Linked DNA regions of Sus scrofa: region 2 is linked to region 1. The links are chromatin contacts, called in public HiChIP or PLAC-seq maps. All regions are on one chromosome and are shown on one strand. Each heading gives the region's core, a stretch centred on a gene start, on an enhancer-like site or on the middle of the called end of the contact. The rest is flanking DNA. Distances are from core to core; before and after follow the strand shown.

Region 1 (3,035 bases), core at 318-2,817:
TAACCACTGAGCCACCACGGGAACTCCTTTCATTTGTTTTTTAATCAAAACAAATTCTGATTTACTTGTAAGCTAGAGAGAAGTAACAGGTCTAACACAAGTTTATTCCAGAGAGCAAAGGAGAATCAGGTCACAAAATATATTTGCTTTTCTTTAATAAAGGAAATAGAATTATCCACTCAACAAATATTTTTGAATGGGAGTACCCACCATGGCTCAGCAGAAACAATCTGACTAGCATCCATGAGGACGCAGGTTTGATCTCTGGCCTCACTCAGTGGGTTAAAGATCTGGCGTTGCACTAAGCTGTGGTGTAGGTTGCAGATGCGGCTTGAATCTGTTATTACTGTCCTGTAGCGTAGGCCAGCAACTACAGCTCCAATTAGACCCCTAGCCTGGGAACCTCCATATGCTGTGGGTGCGGCCCTAAAATAAAAAAACTAAAAAATAAGAATTTATTGAATGTCCACTATACATGCAAAACACTATGAAGCCACCAATTAGTTTCAAAGAATAAAACAAGAGATGGTGCTCCCCCAAACTGTGAATTCAATCTAAGTTTCACCCCACATGATCTTACAGTGAGAAGAAAATGACTAAAAGGCAAAAGAGGAACCAGAAAGAGGGTGTTTCAGAGTTCCTTTGAGAACACTCTGCTTCACACCACAATTTTTAAAAAGTTTACTTACCAAACAGATAAATCTCTATCTAACAAAGAAGTCTGGGAAAAAAGTCTCCTTAAAAGCCTTTCTTAAGGATCTCTTAAGCTTCTAAGAGCTTGTTACACTCACATACCAGCGCCCTCCAAAAGGTATGACGCAGGGGTTTCTAAACAATACCTCCAGCTCTTCGGTAATTAATCTCGCTTTAGATCAGGCCCCAGCTACCTCCTGGCGCCCACTAGATGCAAGGCCTGGGCTCAATGTCATTGCACAAGCTTGTCCTGTGCAACTGCGAGAGGCTGCGAGGCAGAGAGGGCCATTTCTGTTTTATTTATTTGATCCGTTCCTTCAAAGATTAGGCAAACGAGGCCTCATTTGGGTGGACGGCAGGGCTAAAGAGGCAATAGTCGTCTAGGGACGAACCGCAACTTCTCTTTTGAATCGATATAAACCCATTTCCGACTGTACCGTCCTACAGAGGGACGTGGTGAGAAAAAATTCCCCTAAAACTCCTTCTCGAGGGTCTGGCGGAGGTCAAACTCCTCACGCTCGGGCCGGGAGACATGGAGGCTGCTGAGATAAGGAAACTGCGGGGCTGCACGCGGCTCGGGGCCTGACTCTGGACTGCAGGACTACCCGGGGAAGGTCTCTGACCAGTGCAGGGTCGCCCTCTCCCCCGCCCGGCCCGGCCGGTCCTCACCGCGCGTCCCACCCCAGGCAGGCCTGGCGCACTTACCCCCGGTTGGGACCCTTAGGGATGAACCAGGGAACCAGGAAGCCGACGAAGCCCCAGAACACGCTCATCACGATGAGAGGCACCGTGAGGCCGGTATACGCCATGGTTGCCGTCGGAGCTGCCAGCCCCTGCCCCGCCGCCTCACTTAGGTGCCACCCGGAAGTGTCAACACAGACCGCGTGATCGGCGGGCGCAAAGACCCGCCTCCTGCGCCTCACGTGACCGCGCGCCGGGCCCGCCCCTCTGGGGCCGGGCTATAGAGCCCCGCCCTCTCCCGGAGGGTCTCGGAGCTTACTGCCTGTTGACAGAAGGCGCTCGCTCTGTAGCCCCAGAGGTAAGTGTCAAGTCACCAAGGGCTTAGCAGTTTCCGGGCAAGAACGTGGCCCTTTTAAGAAATACATGTAGTTATTTACAGCTTTAGCTTCTTATGCAACAAACGTGTAGAAAACTTCATAGTAATTTTCTGTTCAGAATTCCTGTGTGCCAGGCACTGGTATATGAGTTAAGTGCTTGAGTTCTTTTCGAACACCTCACTACAGCCTATGAAGTAGTTTTAATTACTGTACCCACTTTGCACCTAAAGAAACTGAGGTCCAGGGAGCAGGTTACAATTTTTGCCCAGAGTCTGGTACCTAGTAAGTGGCAGAGCCAAGATTCAACCTTTGATGATGTGATTTTCAAGGCCAGCGCTCTTAGCTACTGACCTACTGTTAGACTTGTGCACTGAGCCAGGTTTTGGGGTTACAGAAATCAGACACCACCACCCGCTCTAGGAATTCATGAACTGGTGAGGAGAAGGACTTGTGAGCAGGTCACTCAGTGCAGTGTCAAGATAGAGGGAACCAAAGAGCATGACTGTCCACCGCAGCCAGTTCTGAGCAGAGCCTTGAAAAGGGAGTAGGAATTAAAGCCAGAATATTGAGGAGAAGGTAACGTGGACTTTCTAATGCACGCCAAGCTTCACATACGTTCACTGTAGTATGTATGTGACAACCTTGGAACAGTGAAAGAACCCCTTTCTGGAAGAGCTCTCAGACAGAAGCAAGATGGAAAGCAAATCCATAAACCAATCCAACGTACTTTACCCTGGACCATGGTTTTTCTGCAGTAGTCACCTTTCTTCACCTCGAATTACCTCCTGATTTCTTTCTTCATTCAACTAGAATGGACCCTGTATTAAATGAGAAGTTGGACCAATGATCTTTAACATCTGTACCAACTCTTCAAATATGATGCCCAGCCTTCACCTGAAGGACAAGGTAGGAAACTAGTTGGTCTCCTTTGTGCTCATATTGCTCCCCCAGCAGCTCAGTTGCGGCAAAAATTCTATTGTCCTTAAGTTCCAGTCCAAGTACCACGCTCTCCAAGACCTATTTCATTGCATTAATGCATGTCTTGTGGCCTTGTACTTCTGTGTGTGCATAATCAAGCCAACCCTCTACTAGAGGATAGAGTGCTTGAGAATGAGCGTGTTAAACTGATCTTTGCCCCCTAGGAGCACTTTATACATGGAAGGTGCTTAATAAACACTTGTACAACTTATCTGAATAGTTAAGAAAGGGTGAGATCACCCTGATCTCTATCAGAGAAAAAAGTTTGCTCCTATTTTCTTTCAATTTCCTTTTTTTAAAAAAAAA
Region 2 (3,035 bases), core at 324-2,823, 64 kb before region 1:
ACCTCCTATTCTAGGGAGCCATATGCAAAAGGGACATTAATGCTTAGAAGGCTGAGTAACACTGAGGAGGAAGGTGTAACAGCTTGCTTTGGGGGGATGTCTTCACACTTGTGTAGGCTCAAGAATATCCACATTTTACTCAACATTTTGGTATCGAAATCCCTAAAAAGCAATGATCTAATTTCCCATGTGTGGCCTGAGAAATATTTGTTCCTAGGAATGTTAAATGGTTACTCAACAAAAGGGTTGGGAGGTTAGGAAAACACCACATTAAATAAAACTGTTATGTTGCCTTTACACAGGGCTCCTTGGGAACTTGAAGATACTAGGTGAAAACGTGCACTATAAATCACCAAAAGATGAACAGAGCACATCTCATTTCTCAAACTTATTTGATCACAAAATCCTCTATCCTGCCCTCAAGCTGACCTCAAGGACTAGTGTTTATTCAGGAAAAAACAACAAAAAAACCCCCACACAAACCAATAACAATGACAGCTAGAGGAAAGGCTAAATTAATTCCCTTAGTTTTTACTTCCCTATTCGCAGCTCTGGCTCACCAGTACCAGTACAGTTTTGTGAGTCTTTTCAAGGGAGAAAAGACTGTGGTCCATCAGAAATAATATTTACCAATAGATTTTCTGTACCTGGCTCATTCAAAACTATTTAACTATTCCACCACAGCTCATAGGCACAAGAAGATACTTCAGTAACAGAGAACTACCTCTCCAAAGCAAGGAGATGGGGCAAATGACTGACTAATGAATAGCACTGGTACCACTAGAAGAGAGCCATGACTTCAATCTTTTTCACAACCTTTTCCACCAGGTCCTACCCTAGGGTTTGTTTGTTTTTTTGTTTATTTTGGTTCCCCATTTTAAGATATGTTGGGGCTTACTATGTACATTAGGCAAAGGCAAAAGGTAAAGTAAAATGATAGGTAAGGTCAAAGGACTTCTTAAAAAAGCTCTTTCCTGGGACTGCTCAAACCATGAATCCAACCTTTAAAAGCAAACCAGAGAGCTAACTGATGTGGCCCTGGCAGCTCACACATATCCAAGAGTTCCTAAATTGTGCCTCTTCTGAATCTGAGGGCCTCAGCTGATCCATGAGAGTCCAATATATATAATAAAAAAGCTTGGAATTCCCATCCTGGCGCAGCAGAAATGAATCCGACTAGGAACCATGAGGTTGCTGGTTCAATCCCTGGCCTTGCTCAGTGGGTTAAGGATCCAGTGTTGCCATGAGCTGTGATGATCCTGTGTGGCTGTGGCTATGGCTGTGGCCTGCAGCTGCAGCTGTGGCCTGCAGCTGCAGCTCTGATTCGACCCCTAGCCTTGGGAACCTCCATATGCTGAGGGTGCAGCCCCAAAAAGCAAAAAAAAAAAAAAAAAAAAAAAAGAAGCTGACATCAAGAAAAATATAAACCACTTTATAAATGAAAATATCTATGAATAAGCAGGTACTGTATATGATGGCTAGAATCCCTGAAGCTCCCCTTACATGGCACTGGCTTAGGCCACTGCTTCCTTTTACTATCTTGAGGGAACTGGTTCCTCACAATGGTAAGAAGCACTTCTGAGTCATCCAACAGTCATCAGAGTAGAAGTTAAAAATGTTTTGACACACCCATCAGGATGCCTATCATCCAAATAACAGAAAATAACAAGTGCGACGAGGATATGGAAAAACTGCTGGTGGGCATGTAAAATGGTATACCTGAAAAACAGTTTAGTATTTCCTCAAAAAGTTAAACAGAATTGCCATATGCTCTACCGGTTCTGGATATATACCAAAAAAAAAAAATTGAAAACAAGAACTCAGATACATGTACACCTATGTTCACAGCAGCATTATTCACAACAGCCAAAAGGTGTAAACAACCCTAATGATTGCAGATAAAAGGATAAACAAATGTGGTATACACATACAATGCAACATCACTCAGTCATAAAGAGGAATGAAACCCTGCTACGTGCTACACATACATGAACCTTGAAAACTTTATGCTAAATGAAATAAATCAGACACAAAAGACAAACGTTACACGATTTCCACTTAGATGAAGTATCAGGATAGGCAAATCATGTAGATAAAAAGTAGAAGAGAAGGTACCAGAGACTGAGAGAGTAATAGGGTACCAAGTTTCTGTTTGGGATGATGAAAATATTCTCCGTATTTCAGAATAGTGGTGATGGTTACACAAATCAACACATTTAATGCCACTGAATGGTAGACAATACGGTTTAAATGGCAAAATTTGTTTACCACAATGAGAATTTTTTTAAACGTCTGTGGTTAGAAAGGCCAACACATTTATACTGTTATATAATTCCTATATCATGGTTTATTTTGATTTTAAACTTTGCTAGTTCATAGTCATCATTTTTTTTTTCATGTGAGCAGAGTTCTTAGGTTCTCTCTTTGTAACTGTCATGACACCTATTTAAATAAATAATTTCTTCTGTGATTTAACCCCCAAGATGAAAGAGAGAGGAGGCTGGGAGGAAGGAAAGACCACCACGCAGTCCATCCAAACTGCTACACTTCAATTCCTCTCCTTCTGAAAACTACTTAGTAAGTAAGGGTTGAATAAAACAGACCTTCAGAAGCTTACTAAATCAAGCCACTACCTAGTTCATGGTACAGCAGAAGTCAGAGATCCTCAAATCTCCAAACCATTGAGGAAGCAGAGGCTGACTATGCAATGCACTGGAGAAAACCTGGGGGCTGCATTTTTCCTTCATCACGTAACACTAATCCTGTGAACATGACTGTAGACGAATCGCTATTCTCTACCCTTCCACAGCAATTCTCAAAACTCCAGAATCTGGAAAACAGGCAAGTAAATCTCAAACCAGATGGTTATCCTAGTTTGATGGTAATCCAATTTGGATACTGTCTTTATGCCATAACACCTTGTGAATTCTTTATCCCTGGGTCAACCTAATAGTCTCCTTTTATCCTTACTCTCAGAGTTTAAAAAAATAAGGGGTTAGGAGTTCCCGGGTGGCCCAGTGGGTTAAGGACTCTAC

The links. HiChIP or PLAC-seq counts read pairs in DNA pulled down with a chosen protein or histone mark.
Region 2: an H3K27ac HiChIP or PLAC-seq map of alveolar macrophages shows a contact between it and region 1. The contact joins the enhancer-like site here to the promoter of ATP6V0E1 in region 1. A contact is called at or near these places in 1 of 5 promoter capture datasets (fetal skeletal muscle), 6 of 47 Hi-C or Micro-C datasets (alveolar macrophages, fetal heart ventricle, heart right ventricle and 2 more) and 2 of 2 datasets of contacts at active chromatin or transcription factors (alveolar macrophages and skeletal muscle).

What each region holds. Positions count from the first base shown.
Region 1 is chr16:51,259,104-51,262,138 of Sscrofa11.1, forward strand. It overlaps ATP6V0E1 (ATPase H+ transporting V0 subunit e1), which reads right to left and starts at 1,568. Exons shown (of 3, transcript NM_001044579.1): 1 at 1,399-1,568. The coding sequence starts at 1,502.
Region 2 is chr16:51,195,583-51,198,617 of Sscrofa11.1, forward strand. All of the region lies in intron 1 of CREBRF (CREB3 regulatory factor), which reads right to left. Among named protein-coding and RNA genes, the nearest start is that of CREBRF, 14 kb to the right of the region's middle. Within about 2 kb of position 1,574, at least 2 of the 83 cell types and tissues checked have an H3K27ac peak or open chromatin away from gene starts, as enhancers often do. A contact at or near this core is called in alveolar macrophages, where this site is marked.